2 separate regions of the Pan troglodytes genome follow, and region 1 is linked to region 2. Evidence: chromatin contacts called from public HiChIP or PLAC-seq data. All regions are on one chromosome and are shown on one strand. The core of a region is the stretch at or near the end of the contact, and the rest is flanking DNA. Distances in the headings are between cores, read along the strand shown.

The links. HiChIP or PLAC-seq counts read pairs in DNA pulled down with a chosen protein or histone mark.
Region 1: an H3K4me3 HiChIP or PLAC-seq map of stem cell-derived excitatory neurons shows a contact between it and region 2, with 8 times the contacts expected there. The contact joins the promoter of LOC467699 here to the promoter of VPS13C in region 2. A contact is called at or near these places in 1 of 7 Hi-C or Micro-C datasets (induced pluripotent stem cells) and 1 of 1 datasets of contacts at active chromatin or transcription factors (stem cell-derived excitatory neurons).

What each region holds. Positions count from the first base shown.
Region 1 is chr16:54,245,103-54,250,801 of NHGRI_mPanTro3-v2.0_pri, reverse strand. LOC467699 (golgin subfamily A member 2) reads left to right here and starts at 2,862. Exons shown (of 19, transcript XM_063794425.1): 1 at 2,862-5,456. LOC134808454 (golgin subfamily A member 2-like) reads left to right here. Exons shown (of 4, transcript XM_063794171.1): 1 at 1-1,815; 2 at 2,184-2,345; 3 at 2,453-2,560; 4 at 2,754-2,863. The coding sequence starts at 2,193. The coding sequence ends at 2,861.
Region 2 is chr16:54,060,082-54,065,308 of NHGRI_mPanTro3-v2.0_pri, reverse strand. VPS13C (vacuolar protein sorting 13 homolog C) reads left to right here and starts at 1,674. Exons shown (of 84, transcript XM_054666973.2): 1 at 1,674-1,802. LOC134808452 (a long non-coding RNA gene) reads right to left here and starts at 1,789. Exons shown (of 2, transcript XR_010151395.1): 1 at 1,657-1,789; 2 at 62-1,527.

The DNA of each region.
Region 1 (5,699 bases), core at 1,613-4,112, 180 kb before region 2:
GAACTCATATCTTCTCACTGGACTACCACCTGTGACTTTTGATTCCTGAGGTGACTTCCAATGCCATGGTTCTGTGGTTGTGGGGTGAGGTGAGGATAGAGGAGCAGTCCTTTCTGCTCTTCATTGATTCCACAGTAGTCCTTTCTGTTCTTTGTTCATTCCTTTCTCTACTGCCTCTGGCCATAGCCAAAACAATGAGGACCGGAAGCAGAAGAACTCAGAACTAGAAGAGAAGCTTCAAGTCCTAGTGACCGAAGATTTCGACTCAATCTGAAGCAACTGCAAAGGAAGCTGGAGAGGGCTAAGATCCTGCTTCAGGCAAGAGGCTGCAGCCCCAGGGGTGGTGGGAGTCCCATCCAGCTGGGGACATGGTCTAGGGATCATGCAGGTTATGGGGAGGCTCCAGCCAAGAGCTGGAAAATTTGGGTCCTTGTTCTGGTCCTGCCATAGAATCCTCTAGAGACTGCTAAAAATCTACAAACTGGGCCCTGCCATAGACCTGGGGAACCAGAATCTCAGGGTTAGGGCTTAAATTTGTTTTAAATGCATCATGGATGAAAACCATTATTATATAGATTACACTTATAAGACTAGCTCATGAGTCTGTTTATTTCCTTCTGAGGTTCAAGCCAACACTTCAACTATTCCACGGTGATAATAGATAGTAGAGTTTTTGTTTGTTTTTTTCTTGGGATGGGGCCTCCCTCTATCACTAGGGCTGGAGTGCAGTGGCATGACCTCAGCTCACTGCAACCTCCACCTCCCAGGCTCAAGTGATCCTCCTGCCTCAGCCTCTCAAGTAGCTGGGACTACAGGTGCATGCCACCACTCCTGGGTAATTTTTGTATTTGTACAGATGGGGCTTTGCCATGTTGCCCAGGTTGGTCTTGAACTCCTGACCTCAAGCAATCCACCCACCTCAGCCTCCCAAAGTGTTGTTATTATAGGCATGAGCCACCATCCTTGGCCTGAGATCTTTTTAAAAATTATTTAATATTTTATTTCTAAAGCAAAGCAACTTCACAGTAGAGATCTTTATTGACCAAGTTGTACATTGAGCTCAGCTCTAGACCTTTTAAAGGGCACTGTGTGGAATGGCCCAGGATCCCCAGATCTGAACTTCTCACTCTTTACCATTCAATTTGATTCTAGGAAGTCAGCGCGAAACAGTCTTAGATTCCCTGCCTCCAGACCTTATTTTCCTGCCTCATAGAGCTTTATGTTACTGTCCTTTTGAGAGAATCCAGATTCAGACTTTCAGTTCTGTGGCTGTGGGCCAAAACCAACAAAGACCCAAATCCTCTGTCCTTGGGAGCTTGAGGAGACTTTACCAGTTCATGGTCCTAGTGGGTCTGAGAACTTTGCCTTTAAAATCCACTCCTGGCCCCTGCCTACTGCTTCATGGCCTGAGGAATAGAGTGGAGGGGGCCACCCTTGGTCACCTTCCTTTGACTCTCTCCAAGAAACAGCACAACCAAAAAATTGTGGATCAACTGGAAGTAGTAATGTGATTTCTTTGCTCACGGCATGACTGCTGGGTTTGGGGGGCACTCAGATGTAGAGGTGCCAGTCTCATCTTGCTGACTCCCAGCCTGGGGAAAAAGGCTCACCCCCGAGATTCCACCTCATCCCCACAGGGTCCCTGATAACCTGGTCCCATGGGTGGGCCTGTCCTGGGGCATTGGTGGCATTCTGGGGGCATGTCCCTTGCTGTGCCATCTCTGCCTCCCCCAGTAAGAGCTCTGTCTTCCTCTTCCTATAGGAAAAGCAAGAAAGCCAGCAAAACCAGGGAGAGCCCTAAAGAGGCAGTTAGAGGTGAGTGGAGGGTGTGAAGTTCCCTCCTGTCCTCTGGAGAATGTTGCTTTCCTCCTCTTTCAGCATCTGCTCGGCTTTTCTCCCAAAAGTTCAAATCAGACAATTGGAATCTTGATGTTTGAGAAAGCAGAATTGAAGACAGCACTGTATCACACTGAACATGCTGCTGCCAGGCAGTTTGAAGGTGGGAATCTGGGAACCCGTCATCCTTCAACCTGGTGCTTTGACAGGCTCTTAGGGGTAGTCCTTTGGGCCCCATCTCAACCTCTCTCATTTCAGAAGAGTCCACAGATCTGGCCAGCTGCCTGCAGTATTCCCAGCAGTTTACGGGAGAATTGGAACGAACTCTCTTTGCTCTCTCCACGCAGCAGAAGAACATGGACAGTGTGAGTCCTACAGCCTCCCTCATCCCCTGGCAGCCCAGCTTCCCAGATGGAGGAGTTGAAGCTGGTTATGAAGCCCTTGATGCTAACCAGCAGTTACAGCAGGCCATGGAGGAGCGGGCACAGCTGGAAGTACACCTGGGGCAGGTGAGGCTTTGCAGAGGGAGGGATGTGGAAGGAAGATGACCCCAGGTGGCCAGGAGCGGGTGAGGACCAGTGACAGCCCTTCCTAACTTCTGTGCCCATTCTTGCAGGTAATGGAGTCACTGAAACAACTACAGATGGAGAAAGATCAACACGCTGAGAATCTGAAAGGAGAGAGCGCCTTGTGGTGGCAGAGGATGCGGGAGATGTCAGAGCAGGTGAGACCTGACCCTTCAGCCCCCACCATAGATAGGTCACTTGATTGTTCCAGGCATCTGTGAAATGGGAGGAGCACAGCCAGAGGTGGTCATGGGTCTGGGCTTTGTGGAGGTAGGGGCAGAGAGGGAGATGGTAGCTTGTCCAGCTGGCAGCCCCTCTCTGCAGGGCCCTTTCCCCCTGTGCTTCTGGCAGGTGCACACGTTGAGGGAGGAGACGGCGCATAGCATGAGTCGAGTACAGGAGCTGGAGATGAGCTTGGCTGAACTAAGGAACCAGATGGGTAAGCTGGGGCTGGGGTGACCTGGGAGCAGGACTGGCATCAGAGGGCTGTGGGGATGGCTTAGAATGCCAGAGAGGTGGATGCATGGAAAGGCTTTGAGGCAGAGGGAAAGAGGTCTGTGCCAGGAGGCGGCAAGTCTTGTAATTGTCATGAGCCTCAATGTCCCCATCAGCAAAGAAGAAAAAGTGCGTGTTGTCAGCCACCCACAGTTGTCTCTATCTGAAAGTGGCTTGGAAGATTGGCTACCATCAGGGTGCAAGGAATCATTAGCAGGGAGGCCAAGTTTGGGGAGCCTGAGGGGAGCAGTGGATCAAGAGGAGGGTTTTTTTTTTGAGAATGCAGAGGGTTTTTTTGAGAATCATTAGCAGGGAGGCCAAGTCTGGGGAGCCCGAGAGGAGCTGTGTACCAAGAGGAGGGTGTTTTTGAGAATCCAGAGGCCCTTATTGTCTGCTTCCTTTCTCAGCTGAATCCCCACCCCTGGAGCCCCCAGCAGGGGGCGCAGCCCTCATGTGAAGCGGCACTTCTGAGGGGACCTGTGAGCCAGAGCCCTGCTTTGATGGCTGTGGATGAGAGGGGATGATTTTTCTAATCTGCCTCCATCCTTCCCAGTGCCGTGGGAGGCAGACACCAAGTTCTGCGGTCTCCAGCTGCAGTGGGTGGCGTGATTGCTTCTCTCTGTCCAGAACAGTGAGAATATGGAGATCAACAACGCACTTTAGTCTGAGCAGCATGTCAAGGAGGAGCTGCAGGAGAAGCTGGGCGAGCTGTAGGAGATGGTAGCCCTTGCTGATTATGCCACTGCAAGGGAGAAGGGAAGGGAGAAGAGAGAGGCAGCTACATTGTACATTGCCCAGACTACTACTTCCTCATCACTGTCCTCTGCCCAGGAGGGGCCCAGTTAGGGTCACTCTGTGGCACAGACTGGCCTTCTGGAAGAACAGTGCCTTTCTCTTCCCTGACTTTGGTACACCTTCCTCCAGCCTGCTGTGGCTGCCACAGGTCAGAACCTGCTGCTGTCTTTTGCTGAACTCCAGGGGGAGCGAGGTCCTCATGTATTCATGAAGGAGGCCGGGCAGCCCCTGCTTTGAGCTTCGGCCATTCAAAATGCTGCCTAGCAGCCCAAGGCCTGGGCAAACCATATCCACACCCCCGAGTGGCTCCAAGCATGCGTGACTGTCACTGTCATTGCGTAAGCATCTGTCATACCTGTTCCACACTCTTGTGTCCAAGCCACTGAGGCACCTTCTCTCCTGCATGGCCCCCTAATGCCCTGCTTTGTTCTGTGACAGATGCCAAAGACAATGCTGCGTCTGTCTAGCCACCTGCCAATGACACCGTGTTACCTGGTGGTGTCCCTTGCCCTGGTGCCAGTCTTGCTAGCATAGCGGCACCTCAGGTTCATGCCTCCTCCTCCTCTGCCCACTGCCCTCCTGTACCTACTATGGATTCTCTTCTCTTTTCACAAGTAGTTTGTTCCCTAGGGCCAGGTGCCCTTCCTGGGGACTGGGCTGGGGGAAGGCTGAGACTGGGCTTTTCCTTGAGGTTTGGGGAGATAGAATATTGTTGGAATGAGCTTGAGAACTTGGCTCACCTGTCCTCGGTGATTCTTACAGAAATTGAATGACCATCTCATATGTTTCTTCCCACACAGAATCATCATGCCAGCCCCAATCTCATGGATGAAAGCAAGTGAGTGTCTCTTATCAGGGCAGCAGTCTCTAGGCTGAGGGAGTCAGGGAGGCCACTGTCTAACACCTTCTTTCCCATTGAGCCACCTGCACCCCTGATGCCTGTGTCTCTGCCCTTAGGACCTTCTCATTAACCGAGAGCCTGCAACAACTCTCCCAACAGCTCAATGGCGTTGTTTTTGAGGAACTTCAGAAATTGAGGGGAGTGCGGGGGAAAGGAAAGTATGATAGAAAGAAACTGAGGCAGGAATCACCAGAGAGAGGAAAGATCCTGGGACCGGCCGATTTGCTGGGCCATGTTGAGGAAGTTGCCTCTTCCCTGAGGCTTCTTCCTTGAGGCTGTTCACATGAAGGAGTTGTACCCCGTGGCTGGTTACATCATTTTATCCTACTGTAGAAACACCAGATGAGAGCTGCTTGGGAGGGAGGGATGGTGGGGAGTTAAAAGCCATGAGAGAAGTTGGCACAAAGAGGTTACAGGATGAAGGGTCCAAGTTTGGCAAAAAAGAAAATGTTGCCAGTTGCTGGGGAAGAAAGGAAGTCAGAGGGCTTAGACATGGAGGGGACAGAAGATTTCCATGCGCACTCTCATCTCTTGTAGTCAGCAACAGGTATCTGTGCGGAGGGCTCTGGATCATCCGCTACCCTGAAGGATCTGGAAGTAAGAGGCCCTGGGCCATGACCCAGTGACCCTGCAGGCCAGCCCTCCAACCTCCTCCCACAGTGGGGGCTGGGTGCCCCTCTGCCAGCTGAGACCACTCACACCCTCCCCCCAACCCTAATGATTGCTCTCTCTACCTCTCCCCTCAATCCTCCTCCAACTCCTCCTCTCTTCACGTGCCTCAGAGCAGATACCAAGAGGTAACAGTCGCCCTGGACTCGAGTTATATAACAATCAGTCGACTGAATAAAACCATCGAGTCATTGGTAAGAGTTCAATGGGGTCCACCAATTCCACGCTGCAAGTCCTGGGCTCCAGTTTCCCCTTGGGGCCCTGAAGAAAGGGCTGAGGGTCCCTGATGCCAAGGGCAAATGGGGGGCAGGGGGGCCGAGGCCTCAGCTAGAGGGACCCCAGAGCACGGAGCATGCATCATGGCTCTTCTGTTGCTGCCCTCTTTGCCTACTGTCTCTTCTCCAGACACCCCTGCTCCAGCCCTTGCCACACATGTC
Region 2 (5,227 bases), core at 425-2,924:
AATAAAACTGAATGATGCATATGAAAGCACATTTACACATTCTTTCAAAATTACAAAGTTATATCATAGAACTGTAAGGAATTACTTTATTAGACAAAGCATTAGTGTTACTCACTTCTCCCAAAAGATTGTGCCTATTGCTCCACCTGCTTGACCAAGCTATGTTGCCTGTGCCATCTTTCCTATCATCTTATACTGTTATTCATACATCCTTGGATTGGTTTCTTTTTTAACTTTTTATGGGTACATGCCTTATCTCAACCAGAACATATATTGCTTCTTTACATTCCTCTTGGAGCATAGTCAGTGTGAATGTAAAAAGGAAGCGGGATTGTTAGAGTGTATGACTAGAAAGAACGTGGAGAAAGTTTGAAGAGAGTGTTCTAAACACTGGGAAGTTATTGGATGTTTTTGAGCAGGTGACTAACTTAAGCTCACCTGTGCTTTGGGAAAACACATCCGGTGTTCATGAGAATAGATTGGAGGAAGGAATAACTGGAGGCTAGGAAGTGAATTTCAAGGAGATGGATGGCATGGTCCAGAAGAAAAACATGGAGAATTTAGGAAAGATGGCAAAAGCAAAATAGACAGGTTGGGCTGTTATTTGGTTGTGGATGGTGAAGAAATCCAAAGTACTTACTAGTATTTTGTCTTTGTGACCAGCTAGGAAAAACAGATGGTTAAGGATTTATCTTCTTAAAGAGGAGTGGAGTGTGCAGGAGTGGGAGAGGAATGTGATCTTGACAGTACTAGTTAGTACTGACTGGGTCTTTCTTTGTACTTTTAATTTTATTTAATACACGACACCAATTGTAGCCATTTTGATTTTCTTTCTTCTCCAGCGGACTTTGAATTTAAGATTTTTCTTTGTGATCCTCTGTAGGCCTAGGTTGTTTAAGAAAAATACACGAATAGTTTCTCAGACACTTCCTCGTAGCAAAGCACTTAATGCTTGCGACTACAAATAATCAGCGTTTCTTAGGTTTCTTCCTGTGTACTGTATCTCAACAACTTTTTGAAATATATTTTAGGAAAAAATTTCTAGTTCTCTAAAGAGGTGAATGTCAATGGGTGGTTAAATTTCACAAGGGTTGAAAGACCTTGTGGTATAAAAGCTCTGCTTTTAAGGTCGTGCTACATCAAAGACAGTTCAACGACAGCATGGAAGAAAGTGATATATAAATAACAAGTAATTCATACTTAAAAAGGCACTACTACGTTTTGTTTTTTATATCTGTAATGAGATAGGTAACTGGTTAGTGGCTAGTGAATTAAAAGCGAACCTTAGAGAAAGGGGAAAAGAACGCGTTTCTCACAAAACGCGTATATTCAGTTCTCATTCTATGATATCTGCCATTTGATGTGGTTCTGTTCCCCTCCTCCCACTTTTCAAATTATTTGTCGCGCGCCAGTGGTCCCAGCTACTCGCGAGGCTGACACAGGAGGATCTCTTGAGTCCAGGATGTCAAGTCTGTAGTGAGCTATGATCCCCACACTGCATTCCACCCTTGGCAACAGAGCGAGACCCTGTCTCAAAACAAAACAAAACAAAACAAAAACAAAATAAAAAAACAATGTTTTGAAGAAGCAGAGACCAAGCCCCAGGCGGAGTCGAACTCTAGCAGGACAAGAACGCGGTCGGTCCTTTTCCCCCACCTGATCCACAGGTGCAGGGGTGGTTGCCTAGGTGACGCTCAGCGCATACTCCAGGCCAGGCGGCTCCGGACACCGCGATGCGGCCGGAGTTCAACAGCAGGTGACGGCGGGAAAGCAGAGCGGCCACATAGATGTCCCTGTACTCGGTAACTCTTGCCCTCCCTTGTTCTTCTCGAAGGTCCTTTTTTTGTCGTGCACGGCTGACGAGACAGGCGCAAGCTAACTTCCCCCGCACGCCTCCGTAGGCCTCTAGAGGGCCGGGGCTGCGGCGCCTACAAAGCCTCGGGATCACCGCTGGGCCTCCTTAGCTACCGGCCGGGCGACAGCGCGCCTGCGCACCGGCGGGGTCACGCGCGCGGCGCGGGGGTGGGCCGGCGCCGGAGGGGTTGTCATTTGCAGCGCTGGTCGCCGCCCTCAGCTGCGCCGGGCGGTTCCGGCTCCTCCCTCTCCTGGTGCCTCAGCGCCACCATGGTGCTGGAGTCGGTGGTCGCGGACTTGCTGAACCGCTTCCTGGGGGACTATGTGGAGAACCTGAACAAGTCCCAGCTGAAGCTGGGCATCTGGGGCGGTAAGCGAGAGGGCGCGGCCAGTGGGCTGCGGGCGCTGAGGGCCCAGCGGAGGGCTGCTCCGTCCGGGATTCTGCCCGGGCCCTGCTCCCTGCGCCGCCCGAGACTCCCCATCCCGGTGCGGCAGGTGCTGGATGCGGGAGCCTCTGCCGCCCGCGGATTCTCGGGGTCCCAGTCCCGACTCCGGCTGGGGAGATGCGGCGGGATCCCGCCCGCGCTGCCAAAGTTCCCACCTTTCTCGTCCCCCGAGGCCAAGCCCTGGCCCTGCTGTCCCCGCCCTGCCTGTCTCTGTGGTCGTCTCGCTGCACTCAGGGTGGCCCCTTTGGCCCTACAGCATAAAAACAGAGCCCTGTTTCGGTATCGCGTGGAGTGAGCATGGTTGTCTGGTCATATACGCTCGAAGTGGCACTAAGAAAAAAGAAGGAGGAAATTGCATCTCGCAGTTATCTTCACTATCATTTTACAGGGAGCAAGAACTGGGTTCCTTCTCTTTAGGATTACCGGGTTTGGAGAGGAATAGGCAGGAGATCTTTAAGATAGGCGTGTGCTTAGGGATTCTTATTCTTAATGCTTTCAGTTCCTGTGAAAATGATTTCTTCCTTTAATATTTACTTTTCCGTCAATACGAAGAGGATTTTGAATTTTGTTTTGGAGCAATAGAGAGAAATTAAAGCCTCGACCAGCATCGTCATTAGTTAGGTGTCTGCTTGGTTGCATGCTCAGGAATTTATGCCAACGTTTTTATCCTGGAGATTAAGTGTATAAAAGTATTCAGGAAATAGTGTACTTAAACATACACTCTTCAACGAGCTTGATCGTTTGCATGAATTACGTGTTAAGCTTTGAGGACTTTGGGACTTTCTCACTCCACAAAAGATTTGGGAACTTTGTCAGCTTTGGAGGAAAATTCAAAAAACGACTCAAATGTATGGATCTGCTTTTAATTCAAGCAACAACAAATAGCTATAGACTTCCCCTGTCCACTAGGGTAACCACTAGCCCCTGTAGCTGTGGAGCACTTGATATGAGGTTAGTGCTAATTGAGACGTGCTGTATGAATTAAAACATCGTTTTGAATAGGTATTACTCCTAATGAAGTAGGAGAAAAAAATAATACCTCAATAATTTTTATGTTGCTTATGTGTTGAAATAATATTTGAATATATTGGGTTAAATTAAATATAATATTAAAGTGTATTTCCCGTGTTTTTTAGTTTTACTTTTTTTCTTTTTAAACTTGGCTTCTAAAATTTATAATTACGTATATGGAACATATATTGGGCAATGCTGTTTATACCCTGAATTACGGAAGAGCCTGGTTGTTGGGTTTTTTTTTTCTTTTTTTTGGCTTGTCTTTTTGAGACAAGGTCTTGCTCTGTTGCCAAGGCTGGAGTGCAGTGGCAAGATCGTAGCTCATTGCAGCCTTCAACCCCTGGGCTGAAGTGATCCTCCTGCCTCAGCCTCCCAAAGTGCTAGGATTACAGGTGTGAGCTATAGTGCCTGGCCAAGAGCCTGTTTTTAATAGGTAGCTGATCATTTGATTGGTTCACTGTGGTTTGCCCAACAATACAATAGTCCCCTGGTATCTATGGGGGATTGGCTTCAGTACCCCTGACCATACCAAAATTGGAGGTTGCTCAAGTCCCTTAAATAAAATGGCCTAGTATTTGTATGTACCCTATGCACATCCTTCTGTATACTTTAGGTCATCTCTGGATTGCTTATAATACCCAATAAGTAAATGCTACGTAAATAGTTGTTCTGTTGTTTTTTAATTTGCATTTTTTATTGCTGTATTGATACTTTTTATTTTTTCCCCCCCGAAATATTTTTGGTCTGCAGTTAGTTCAATCCGTGGATATGGAGGGCCTACTGTACATACTTTGTTTACATCCCCCCCACCACACTCAATACAATGTAAAAGAAAGGTAAGTAAAGAAAGACAAATTTAAGGAATTAAATGACCAGCATCTTCTGCAGAAATCAAGTATTTCTTCAGAATACTGGCAATATTCTTTCCAGTGATTCCTTATGGTTTGTAGACATTTGAAACTTGAAAATGCACTGGAGTAGCAAATCTGAAATCTGAATAGGCCTGGTGAATGGTGTGCTGTGTTGGACAAGCCACTTACCTTATTGGGCCTTAGTTTCTTCATCTTAATTTAAACTTTATAGAAAAAATATTTTTAAATTCTGAAAAGTTTAAATCATACTGGATGATATAATATTTTCATGTAATTACTCATATTTTAATGTTATAATATTATGCCATATTTACTTTAGACATTTTTTTTTTAAAAAGATAAAACGTATGGATATAGTCAGAGGTTCCATTGCCGTCAAATGTTACTCTCTTTTATCTTTAAAATTGGAGGTTGGACTAGGTAACATCAAAGGTGATGCCAATATTCTGTTCTTCTGATAATGGTTTTACCATGTCATTGAGGAGTATACTGCTTGAAGATTTTGAAGTTTTTCACAACTGAAATTAAAAATGTCGTAATTTTATGTTATTTCCCCTTTTGTCTTTTTTTGGTGAAATCTAGAAAAGGAGACTTTCTTTCATCTCATTTTTAAATTTTTAGAATAAGGTATTCTGCCAGTGGCCAACATTAACTTTATAATAGGCCTGAGCAAATAAACCCATTTCTTTCACATATTGTGTCCAGTGAACTTCCAATCAGGGATTCTCCTAGCTTTATCAGCTCACAACTCTGCCTCTGTAAAGGTTTGCTGCCTTTTATTTTTGTGGTTGCTATAAAGCTAGAAGTCACGAGCTTTTATCGTTATTGCACAGTCTGTTGTTGATAACCCTAATTTCTCAATAAAATTGGAAGGCAAGATATCTGAGTTGATTTTTCCTGTTCTTTCAAAATATTGCTAAAGAAATTTGTCTTAAACTTTTTTGGGTAAACAAATGGGAATATTAATTTAATAAAATAGCTGATATTTTATGATATCCATGATGTTGACAAGTTTTACAAAAAATTGAAAATTCTCTATAA